2 separate regions of the Urocitellus parryii genome follow, and region 1 is linked to region 2. A link is a contact called in public Hi-C data. All regions are on one chromosome and are shown on one strand. Each heading gives the region's core, a stretch centred on a gene start, on an enhancer-like site or on the middle of the called end of the contact. The rest is flanking DNA. Distances are from core to core; before and after follow the strand shown. Region 1 holds the start of Rps5 (ribosomal protein S5). Region 2 holds the start of Ube2m (ubiquitin conjugating enzyme E2 M).

Region 1 (5,936 bases), core at 1,121-3,620, 130 kb before region 2:
CTCGCCTAGCATGGGTGAGGCCATGAGTTTGATCCTCAGTACCACATAAAAACAAATTAATTAAAGATATTGGAATCAACTACAACTAAAAAATAAATATTTTTTAAAAAACACAATACAGGTGTGCTCCACTATACCTGGCCAGCCTCCCATTTTCTCTACTAGATAACCCTAAGTATGGGGATTGAACTGGATCCATTCTTATCAACACCCCAGCACATGCACTCTCCCTGTATCTCTCCAGAGCTACAGTCATCCTGACAACACAGGGTCTCAATCTGCAGCTTGCAGACTGAACCTAGAAGAGGCTTAAGCCAGGTCACCCAGCAGGTGGACTGGCACAGGCAACTGTCCCTAGAAGCCTGTGTTTGGACACACTCCATAGGCATGGCACTGTGGCAGGGAGAGACAGGGCAGTCCTGCAAGAATTGGAGAGTCAGTATGCCTGTTCATTCCTTTGCACCTTTATTTCAGCAGGCCTGGAGGGAGGACAAACCCTTCTATAACTACAGCCCATAATCACATGGTTACTGGGCAAGCAGCATTTCCTTTGAAGAGGGAGAGGGTTTAGGGATAGAGTCCCTGTCTGGATTATGCCATACTAGGGGAAAGGACCACTTGTTGTTCACAGAACAAATATGTCATAGGCATTGTGTATGTGCAGGGACCCCCAAAATTGTGGGAGACACAATGCAGGGACATGGGAAAGACAGCTGAAGTAGGAGAGATCACACCATGGGGCAGCCATCGGAGATTCCCAGCCTCACCACCTTCTGCTCTTTTATCTGGAGAATGTTACTTCATCTCTCTGAGCCTCCCTGACTGTAAAATGGGTATGTTCACCTCATAAGATTGTTTTGAAAGGTAAGTAATCTGGTTCCTAGATTCTTAATTGTCCCTATGGGATCAGGGAGCTGCTTACCCAGAGTAATTCCTAACTATAGGAGGCAAGAGAATGAGGTAGGAAGGATGGCATCTCAGGTGTCACCATGAAGTTATCATGGTGACACGGAAGTAAAGGCCAAACATGGCAAAGGGAGCTTTTCAGTATCTGGGGTATATTAGTGTGGATGACTGCAGTAATAAATTGCCACAAACTTAGTGGCTTAAAACCACAATTTACTGAGTTCCGAAGATCATAAGTTCATAAGGTGGTGCAAGGGCACATTCTCTGTGGAGGACCCTTCCTTGTTTTTTCAAGCTTCTGGTGGCTCCATGTTCCATGGCTTATGGGTGCATCACTTCAATCTAGGTCTCTATGGTCACATGGGTGTCTCCCCCAACTTTGCCTCTTCTTTCCCTTGTAGTTTTGGGCACTGAACCCCTTTTGCACTGAGCTACATCCCTAACCCATCTTTATAAGGACACTGTCAGCCCCTCCCCAGGTGACCTGTTCAGAGATCCTTCTGGGAGCAGCTGGCAGAAGCAATAGCTGGGGAGATAGAGGCCTGTATGGGGACCGGATAGGGGAACAGTCCCATCCCTCATTGCAGCCTTTGGTCTCAAAAGCAGAAGTCAGGGGCTGGGATTGTGGCTCAGCGGTAGATCGCTCGTCTAGCACGTGCAAGACTCTGGGTTCGATCCTCAGCAACACATAAGAATAAGATAAAAACAATAAAGATATTTAAAAAAAACTTTAAAGTAGAAGTCAGCCTAATTCAAAACAGCAGCCCAAGAGCCGGGGCCGCGGACACGGTTATGAGCACCAGGATAAAGAACGCCCCCGAGGGGACCCAGTTGCCAGCCCTGCCCGGCTCCAATTCCCCCACCTCCAGATGGGTAGCACTGCTCCAGCATGTGGGTCTGGCTCTCACCGCCGCGAACCCGACCCCAGGACGCGAAACTGGGGTACCAAAGGCAGGACGGCGGGGAAATCCCCGCGGCAGGTAACCGGAGGAATGACCGCCGCGGCCGGGGACCCGCAGACCCAGTCAGTGGGGAGGGGCCGCGCGTGGACGGCCCATACTCGTGGCACTGCGGAGGGCGGTGGCAGACTCACTCCACCAATGCGGAGACGCGATGCGTGTGTCCTGAGGAAGCAGTCCTGAGGGCGGCAAAGAACGATAGGGTACCGAGCCGAACGCCGGGCCGAAATGATCGCGTCCCGGACTTCTGCCCTCATTTGAAATGGCGGCGTGGGTCTTGGACGTCTATGCACTTGTGCACAGGCCCCGTGTCCTGGCAACTACGTCTTACTGCACTTCCGCCAGGCAAGTTGTGGTCCCGCTTCTGAGAGTGCGCGTGCGCGGCGGATAGGCGCGTTCGTCTGATTGGGAGGCTGCCTTTCATCCTCACTCGGGATTGGTCTGTGAGCGCTCAGTGCCACTGTGCTCTCCCGTAGCCTCTGCTGACCCGGAAGTTTTCCCTCCACTTAAAAGCGTCGGTCTGCGCTGCGCGGCCTCTTCCTGTCTGTACGAGTGTGGCGCGTGGTGCACGCGGAGCGACCGAGACTCCCAGCTGTGCTCTCAGGTTAGGCTGTAGGGGGGGTCGGGTCCCGAAGGGGCGGCCCAGGGTCTTCAAGAGATCGGCGGTGGGGCCCGGGGGCCTGCGCCTTCCGTGCTCGGCTCTCCCCTCTTCTGGAAAACGGGTACTCGGAAGCGCGCGCGGCCAAAGCCACTTGGTGCCACGCCATGGTCCTCCACCGCCGAGGCAGCGCTCCCGGGCCCTGATGTGGGATTTTCGGCTGCACTTTGAGACCGGAAGTTCCCGTTTTCTTAGCTCCTTGGTAACTATTTGTTAGTGTCTGCCTAGTATCAAGCCGGAATGGAAACTTTTTCATGGGTTCTGTCGCAGCATTTGTGCGGCTTTCCTTATGTCAGATAGTGTTACCACCTCAAGGATGGGGGTGGGGTGCCTAGATGTTCACAATTTACTTAGGTCCCTTCTAATTCCCCCAGGATGGGGTCAGCCTCCCAGTTGATCCCACCGGAGTTGGAGCCTGTGCTCCAGGCTGGTGGACTCTGTTTATTTCTGCTCTCACCCCTGTCCCCAGGATGACGGAGTGGGAGACAGCCGCACCTGCAGTTGCAGAGACCCCGGACATCAAGCTCTTCGGGAAGTGGAGCACTGATGATGTGCAGATCAATGACATTTCCCTGCAGGTGAGGGGGACTTGACACTGGCCTTCCCTACTAGGCGTTGGAAGGAGATGTGGATTCTTCCAGGAGGAGACCTTTGAAACTTGGGGATTGTTCCACTAAGTCAACATTTAAAGTCAGGACAGTTAAAAAGATCCCTGGGGTTGTGGCTCAGCATTAGAACCCTTCCCTAGCATGTGTGAAGCCTTGGGTTCAGTCCTCAGCACCACATATAAATAATAAAGGTATTATGTCCACCTACAAGTAAAATATGTTTAAAAAAGATCGCTGAATCACCACATCCACTCTTTCTTATATCTTGCCTAAAGGTTAGTACAGTTTTATATGGGGTTCCTTTTTCAGAAGTATCACATATACTGTTCCATGCATTTTGTTGTTTTTGTAGTGAATACACATAACTGTTTACCATTTAGTCTAGGGTCTATAGCTCAGTGGTAGAGTGCTTGCCTAATGTGTTCAAGGCCCTGCATTCAACAGCTAGGACTATATACACACAAAAATATTTTTCTATTGTTTTAAAGTGGAAGCATCTGGGTGGTTTTTTGGGGGGTGGGGGTTGCTCAAAATGTCTTGTTGGTGCTAAGGATCTAATTGAACCCAGTGCCTCACACATGCCAGGCAAGTGCTCTGCCATTGAGCTATAGCCCTAACCCAGCATCTCGGGTTTTTTTTAACATGGTCTGGTTATCCAACATCATCTGTTAAGACTGTTTTTTAACCAGTTGAATGGTGAACTTGTTGAAAATCAGTTGGCTGTGAATAAATGGGTTTATTTCTGGATTCTGAATTATGTTGTTGGTTTGTATATCTTATGTTTATGCCAGTACTATGTACCTGATTACTGTAGCTTTGTAACATGTTGAAATCAAGAATTGTGAGTGCTTGTACTTCTGTCTTATTCTCATACTGTTTTACAGAGTTTCTGCCACTCCTGCCCCTTGATGCAGAGGTGTGCACTTTGCTGAGCATGCCCCCAGCCCTCAAATAGCTTCCTGTTTCAGGAGTTTCATGGACCTTAGGAACTTGTATTTTTGAGGGCTCTTCCTGTGTTTTAAAAAAATTAATATTAAAGGTTATATTTTGCAAGCCTGTAGTTCCTAGCACCTTGGGAGGCTGTGGCAGGAGGATTACAAGTTCAAGGCCAGACTCGGCAACAAACTGAGACCCTAAGGAACTTAGTTAGACCCTGTCTCAAAGAAGAAAAGAAATTTAAAAAAGAGCCAAGAATGTAATTCAGTGGTTAAGTGCCGCTGGGTTCAATCTCTAGCACCATAAAACAGTAGTAGTAATAATAATGATATTTTGTGTGTTTGTATAAAGATAAATGTGAGTTGTGTTTACTTTTTTTCCTTTTTGTTTGAAAAGAAATTAAAGCATTTTTGTTCCCTCTGAAGATGCCATAGCACTTATGTACTGTGCCTAAAGGACACAGGATTATTTTCATTCTGGATGTCTGGGAGAGCTTCAATTCACTCCTCCATGGGTTTGCTTAGGCAGCTTTGTATATTGTGGTGCAAGGGATGGAATCTAGGGCTTCTTGCATGATAGGCGAGTGCTGTACCATAGCACCCCACAGGCCCAAACTTCTTCATTAGGAACCAGATGGTATGTTTATGCCTCACAGTCACATTGGATTTCAGTTACTTTTTTTCTTTTTGTACAATGCTTTAGAAAGGTAAAAACTACAGGGTTGAGGTTGTAGCTCAGTGGTAGAGCACTTGCCTAGCACCTGTGAGGCACTGGGTTCTGTCCTCAGTAACACATATAAAAATAAAGGTATTAAAAAATGTAAAAACTGGGGATGGGGTTGGGGTTGTGGCTCAGCAGTAGAGGGCTCGAATTTATGTTCTCACGTGGAAATAATAAGAGTGGCCTTGGACACATTTTGTAATGGAAGTATCAACTGCAGTCCACTTTGCATACTCCTCTAATTTCCTTCTGCCATCCTTATGTGTGCAAGGCTACCATTTTGGCTTTTAACAGTGCTTCTGACTCCGATGACACTCAGCAACATCTAGATACATTTTTAGTTATCAAAATTACAGTGGTGCATACCTGCAATTCCAATAACTCGGGAGGCTGAGGCAGGAGGATTGCAAGTTTGAGGCCAGTCTCAGTAACTGGAGAGGCCCTGTCTAAATAAAGAGGAATAGTAGAGCACCTGCCTAGTATGCCCTGGGTTCAATCCCAGCACTGCCAAAACAAACAAAAACTTTGAGTGGGTTGCTGCTAATGTACTGGGTACTGCTGAACATCCTGTGGTAGTTTCAGCAGAGAATTGTCTGCCCTACAGCGTCCGTGTTCAGGGAGCACTGTTGCAAAAAAAAACAAACAGTGGACTTCACTCCGTTGTGAATGGAGTGCTCTTGAAGTGTTACATGGAAGGAAATCCACTTGTGTAGTTTTCCCTCTTTCAGGGCAAGCTGGATTCACATCCATATCCCCTGGGGCGGGGGCAGACTGGGATTGCAGTGTTGGGTACTGGGTATCCTCTGGTCCTGGGCTGTGTCCATCCTGTTCCTGACTGTTCCTCATCCCCTGTTGCCTCAGGATTACATTGCGGTGAAGGAGAAGTATGCCAAGTACCTGCCCCACAGTGCAGGACGCTATGCTGCCAAGCGCTTCCGCAAAGCACAGTGCCCCATCGTGGAGCGCCTCACTAACTCCATGATGATGCACGGCCGCAACAACGGCAAGAAGCTCATGACTGTGCGCATTGTCAAGCATGCCTTTGAGATCATCCACCTGCTCACTGGTGAGGTAGGACTCTGACAAGCAAGGCAGGCTCTGCCTGTACCACATGCTGAAGCGCCCTGGTATGCATGCCACGCTTGTCAA
Region 2 (6,666 bases), core at 1,184-3,683:
TGGGTTGGGCCATTAGGAAGATGACTTGGAGATAACGGGACAGAGGGATGCAGGCCATAATGGGGAGAGAAGGGACGGAGAGTGATGCAGTAAGCTATAAGGGGGACTGGCAGGTAGGGCTGGGGAAGGAAGTGGAGGGCCAGTAACCTTACCTGAGGATGTTGAGGCAGACGTTGCCCTCGAGGTCAATATTGGGGTGATAAACCATCGTCTCACACTTCACCTTGGGGGGATCATGTGGGTAACCCTGGCCCACCTGGCTCCAGGAAAAGAAAAAGGAGGTGGGTAGGTGCCTGACAGGGCCTCAGATGCTGCCTCCTCAGTCCATGGAGCTACCTCTGCCCATTTGGGACTCACCTTAAAACTGAACACAAACTTCCCACTCTTGTAGAAGCCCTGGGAGGGAAGAGAGAAGGTGGTAGGGCCCCATCCTGCAGAGCCAAAGTATCCCTGCTCTGTTCTTGGGAGTCTGGCCAGTACAAGTTGGGCCACACTTACCTCATCAGGACAGATAACCAGCTTGAAGTTGAGGAGGTCGTCTGGGTCTGAGAAGCTGATGTCACAGGTTTTGGGCAGGTTCAGCTCGTTTATGTCTGCATTTGGGCAGCAGAGAAAGAGGCCAGAAGAGGGAGGAAGAGGCTCATGAGAGAAAGGAGGGAGCTCTGCACAGGTGTCAGAAAAGTCCTGATGGATTCATCACAGACTCTATGGGCTCTGTCTTGCGCTATGTTTCCACACCTCACCTCTAACCCATCCTGTATTCTCTGCTTTCTCTGTTCCAGTCTCTAGGTGGGCTCTTCTGGATACACAGCACACCGAAAACATGCATCTTTAATTGTCCCACCTCCTGGGCCAAGGTGAACACTAATTCTACTAAATTCACAGCCCTAAATACCCCCAAACTCAGTTCCCCAAGTGACTCCACTCTCATGTGGCCCTCATTCTAAAAGTCCAGGCATCTAACAGCCTCTGAACATCCTAACCCCAGGCTCCCCAGTCATGACTTCCACTCTCCACAGTGTTTATTCATCCATTCAAACTCAACGACCCTGGCTCACCATACCCTAAATCATCCCCTCTGTATCAAAACACCCCTCCTCCTCATCTCAAACCCAGGTTCCCATCTGACCCTCACACTTTCAAGTGCTCACCTTCCCACTCCCTGTGACTCTTGAGATTCTCAGCATGATAGTCTAAATTTCCCCTCTTCAGCCTCTGACACCCACTATCCCTTCCAGCTCCACAAACTCCAAACTGCTGTCTAACCCCCAAACCCATGAGTCTGGGCCCTTTTCTGACTCAGATTCCCAGAGATCCCAGCATCATATACTAAACTGTGTCTTACTCATTTCCCCAATTCTCGGTGCTCGCTATCCCTCTGGACCTTCACCCCAAAGCCAAGTTCTGGTCTGACCTCCAGACTCGCGAGCCCCCGCACCCCCACCTTATACTCAGATTCAAGGGCCCTAATACCAGGCGTCAGGCCTTCAAAATCCCAAGCCCCCGCTACCGGGTCTCTTCTGTGACCCTCCCTAGTGGCCGCCTTACCCTAACCCCACTTTCGGCATCACAGTCCTCAAGTTCTGACCTCCGACACGCCACATCCGCGGCCCACCATCCCTGACCCTCGGTGGCCACATTTCCCCATTCCTGACTCCCTCATTGCCCTCCCTTGGGCCCTGTCCTCCGACTCCCCCCTCCCCGGCCCCAACCCCCATCCCCCGACCAATACCCTTCTGGATTCGCAGCTGCGCCGCCGACGCCTTCTTGCTGCTGCCCTTGGTGCCGCCGGCCGACTCCTCCTCCTTCTTCTGCTGCTTCAGCGAGAACAGCTTGATCATCCTGCCGCCGCCGCCGCTGCCGCCGCCGCTGCGGGGCCCGGGACCCCGGCCACCCGGCCCCCCGCTGCCGTCCGCGCCTCTTCCGCTCCTTGGACCCGCTGCCGCGGCCTCCTCCTCTGCTGCCGCCGCCCGCCCGGCCTGCCGCGCTGCTCCGCGCCCACCGCGCGGCCCGCCTCGGCTCCCGTAGTCCGGCTCTGGCCTGGCCCAGCGCCTCGGTCTCGCTCGGCGGCGTTCGGGCAGATTCGGCTATTCTCGGGCCCGATCGGCCCCGCCCCACCTTCTCCCGGCCGCTCCCTCCTCCCCCTCGCCCGCTCAGGTCTTCTGAGGCCCAGCTAAGGCTGCAGATGCCGGGCTTCCTGGTCCCCGCGGGTCAGAGCTCACTCGCTCCCTCTGCAAAGGGTTGAGGCTCGGGATGGAACGAGGGAGCGGCAGCCACGGTGGTGGTAGCCGTGTACCGGTGGAGGCTCGGCTTCCGCGGTAGCAGCGGCTTTGGCGCAGAGATTGGCAACGGCCTCCGGCACCCCACGGCTTCGGATGTTTCCGCCGCCTGCCCGCTTCGGCTCTTCTTGCCGGGCCTGCGCTGTGCGCGTGCGCAGTTCCGCAGCCCTCGTTGCTCAGCGTTGGGGCTTGGGGTTCGGGCTTTTCCGGCTGGGCTCGGGTATTTCCGTTCGTGCAGGTGACATTAAGCGGTCCCGGGCTCACTTCCGGGAACCCTCGCCGGGCCGTACAGGAAGTGATGCTTGTAGCCAACTTTGAGTGGGGCAGATGCTTTCTCCTGGCTCTTCCTGAGTTCCTTTAATGTTGCATTCAAGTGGAGCGCAATAGTGGTGGGTCAGACTAGATCCTTGCCCCCAAAAGGTCACAGACAAAGGTAGAACTTGGGCGAGGACAGGGTCGAGCACCCTCAGTGTCCTAAGGCAAATCCAAAGGTCTCCTCATGGAAATTCAATTGAGGTAAATTAACAGAAAATTCGTATTGTTCGGAGGCTGAAGCAGGAGGATCTCTTGAGCCCAGGAGTTACGGGCGATAAAAGCAACATCCCGTCTCTTAAAGACAAACATTGTGCCACAAAGTGGTGGTTACTGTATAGGTTTACAGGCCAGAGTGGACCTTGGGGGATGGGGCACTCTTCGCTCGCCGGGACTCGCCAAAGGGCACCGCCTCCTTGGTACCTCCCCACCGCTTTCGGGGTTCCGCAGGCGTGGTTACCTCTGACCCAATCACAGCTCCGCCTGCCAGGAGGGCGGGAGGAAACGGTGCGCGCCAGTCAGGGACTTCCGGCCGTCACCAAGGAAACCGGGGGCGGCGCCGCGTGGGGGATCTCAGCTAGTGTACTTCTTAGCCCTCTGCCAAAGGGCAGCAGCACCAGCCTGCCGGACTGGCCCGCAGCCCTCACCTCGGCGGATTCGCCCCTCCAGCCTACTGGTTGACCCGGTCATAAACCCCCGGCATCCTCTTTTGCCTTTCCCTTGAGAGCTGAGTCTTGGAAAGGATTGGGGGGCAAGGATGGACGCTCAGACAGCTTGGGTGTGGTGCCAGCAGGACTTGTCCATCTGTTTCCTCAGGCTTCTCGTGGCTAGTTCTGGGACTCACAAGGGCCCTCCAGACTCTCCCTATCCTTTTCCCCCCTCTCTCTGTCTCTCTCTCTCTCTCTCTCTGTCCCCTCCTCTTCTTTCATACTCACCATTCTTAGCCACACCGCTCTGTGGCTGATTGTTTTCATAGAGATCATTTCCTCAAGAGAGTTGATGACTGTTTAAGTACAGTCTCTGGGTGGTTCTTACTGGCCAGCCTGGTTCATGTGTCCATCCTCCAGTTAGTTGCTGAAGCCCATCTACTGATGATCCACCTAGGAATGGGGTATTGGTCCCCCAGAGAGTTGATGCTGAATTAGCCAAAGCTGGACTTGTATGGTCTGTGATCTCACATGTCACCATCCAGTGAAGGACCATCAGTCCTGCAACAACATGGGAAGAATTGGGTCCTGGAGTGCAGACTAGGGAGAAGGGGATGGTTGAACTGAAGTCAGGAGCTGGGCTGTGTGTGCAACTGTGGGTGTTTACTGTAGCTTCTGGGAGGTTGGAAGACAGGTTTGTTTTGGAGAAGGGGCAGGAGTAGGCAGGGAAGGGAGGCTGTAGGTTCTAGGTCAGAGATGAGGCTAGAATCAGCAATGCTAAGGAGTGTAGAAGGTGTATAGAAGGGCTGGGGTGAGAATAACTGCATGAATCAGCATTGAGAGCAGAGTGCTGGGCTTGGGAGTGAACAGTATGGCCAGCCACTGGCTCAGGGACAGGCAGGCCAGGCATTTTTTCGCTGTTCCCGCTTGCTAGGGCTTTCTGGACTTCTTTGCCAGATTTCTTTTATGGCTATGACTGTGTGGGGCTGAGCTGTTCTGTTCAGGCCCTTGTCCCTGCTGACAGTATGACAACACTTGCCTGCTGAGGGTCCAGTGACCACTCTTCTTATTTGGATTCTGCCCAGTTTCTGGGGGTCAGAAGGGATAGTGAATGTCATCATAGGGATGGATGACCCCTCTTGTGTCACAGGAGTGGCCTCTGGCTCAGGTTGGCTTATAGGCTTATAGGCCAGGGCCCCAGTTTTGAAGGTTGAAATGACTTCAAGTGGAAGGGAAAGGTACAGCTATGTCCCTGTAAAAGCTTGGACACACAGGCCCAAGTTGCTGTTCCTGGAAGTGCCAGGTCAGGGCCAGGCTGACTCATGCCCTGACTGGGACTTAGGGCTCAAACTGGATCATGCTGTACCAGAACCCCCCCTTTTTTTTGAGAGAGAGAGAGAGAGAGGGAATTTTTCAATATTTATTTTTTAGTTCTCGGTGGACACAACATCTTTATTTTTATGTGGTGCTGAGGATCGAACCCAGCGTCCCGTGCATGTCAGGCGAGCGTGATACTGCTTGAGCCACATCTCCAGCCCAAGAACCCTTTTTTTAAAAAAAAATTTGTTAATTGTTGGTGGATCCAATACCTTTATTTTATTATGTGATGCTGAGGATTGAACTCAGTGCCTCACGCATGCTAGGCAAGCACTCTTCCTGGGCCACAACCCCACCCCCTGCACCTGAATCCTTTAATCCGTGTTACCTGAACCCAAGGCACCCACCAGTGGGGTTAGGGAGGAGGGGCTCTATCAAGGGCTTGGTCAATATGTGGAAGCAGAAGATGGCTAGGTTAACAGAGCCAACGGCACAGTGTCCTGGAAACATCAGGTCTGAAGTCTGCAATGTTCTGAATGTGCACCTGCACGTGTAAGCTGCTGTCAGCTACATTTTCTGTGACTTGTCACTGAATGCATTGTTTTATTTTTCTTCCCCTCCTTTTCTTTCTTTGGGTTTAATCCAAGGCTTTTTGCATGCTAGTAAGTGGCCTACTACTGGGCTACATCCCCAATCCCCACTGAATGCATTCCTGATGGGAGCTTCCCAGTGTTGAGGAGTCTTGTCAGGCTGTGCACAGGGCCAGAGTGGGAGGAACTACTCCTGTGGCTGGAATGATGGGAACATTATGACCAGAGGATGGAGGAACTGGACCTGGGCCTGTAGTCTGTGCTTTCCAAACTAGTTGGAGTCCCTTCTATAGAATCCTCCACTCGGTACTATGGTTGTAAACACATGGGAATAGGGAAGTCTTGAAATATGTGAATTTCAGGGTAAAACTTTCCAGCTTTCAAACTTAGGCTTCCCAAGTATAAAGGAGTCTCACAAATGTGTCTTCAGGCAGTATGTGGCCTGCCAGTGGCCAGTTTTGTGGCATCTGATGATCTTGGGTGTACAGGTGTCAGGCATCACAATCCAGGCTCAGTACCACCCACCAACACGGGAGGGATCCTGGTGGGCTCAAGTGGGATGAATCTTGGGCTTATAGCTGTCAGAAGTGCTGGGACTCTACTAAGGGAGTCTGAGAAGCCCCACAAGGATGGTCTCTCCTTGAGCTTGACTACCTGCAATAATCACTAATCACTTCATGCCTATTAGCAGCTCTGTTAAAATATCTGCTGTGACTATTTCTGGACTAGACCCCGATTGATGGTCAGGCACTGTGTGGCAGATACAGAGAACATTTTCTCCTCTGTGGGTCTGGAAGACCTGCTGGGTGTTTCTTCTGTGTAGCCAGAGGCATATAAAAGGGCTGTCCCACAGAGGGGATGGTTATGTTCGGAGCCACCTAGGGGTGGCAGGGCCTTCACAGGGGCATGCAGAGGCACAGGGAGTGTACCAGCGTAGGAATGGAGGTGGGCAGAGGGGAATGAGCAGGCGCAGAGGCACTGAGTGGGCAGACCCAATGGCTGTCTACACTGTTTATTATTTACTTATTTGGTACTGGGGATTAAACTCAGGGGCTCTTTACTATTGAACTACATCACAGCCCTTTTTGAGACAGGGTCCTGCCCAGGCAAGCCTTGAACTTGATCCTAATGCCTCCGTCTCCCAAGTAGCTAGATTATAGGTGTGCACCATCATGCTTGGCAGTCCACTTTTTCTTAAGCACCTACTGGGGGCCAGGCCCTGGTAGGGCCCTCTTGCTCCTATGCCACCGCCAGCCTCAACAACACTGTGAGGTAGGTGTTTTACTAAGTAGTGAGTGCATGGCTGGAGCTAGTCAGCGCTGTGGACACGCTGGTGCTGGATGAGCTTGGTGCTTTGGTGGAAGCGACGGCCGCAGTCCTGGCAAGCAAAGGGCTTCTCTCGCCGGTGGGTGCGAAGGTGCTGTGTGAGTGTGGGCCGCTGGCGGAAGGCCTTGCCACACTCGGGGCACGCATAGGGTCGCTCCCCCGTGTGGATGCGCCGGTGCTGGGTGAGGTTGGCGT

What was found. A called contact is a pair of places that touch in the nucleus more often than the background predicts.
Region 1: a Hi-C map of muscle shows a contact between it and region 2, with 3 times the contacts expected there. The contact joins the promoter of Rps5 here to the promoter of Ube2m in region 2. A contact is called at or near these places in 2 of 2 Hi-C or Micro-C datasets (liver and muscle).

Annotation. Positions count from the first base shown.
Region 1 is chr15:314,763-320,698 of mUroPar1.hap1, reverse strand. Rps5 (ribosomal protein S5) reads left to right here and starts at 2,370. Exons shown (of 6, transcript XM_026379771.2): 1 at 2,370-2,469; 2 at 2,993-3,101; 3 at 5,649-5,858. The coding sequence starts at 2,994.
Region 2 is chr15:183,668-190,333 of mUroPar1.hap1, reverse strand. It overlaps Ube2m (ubiquitin conjugating enzyme E2 M), which reads right to left and starts at 2,433. Exons shown (of 6, transcript XM_026379772.2): 1 at 1,733-2,433; 2 at 499-593; 3 at 358-396; 4 at 153-256. The coding sequence starts at 1,841. Mzf1 (myeloid zinc finger 1) reads right to left here. Exons shown (of 6, transcript XM_026379725.2): 6 at 4,733-6,666. The coding sequence ends at 6,455.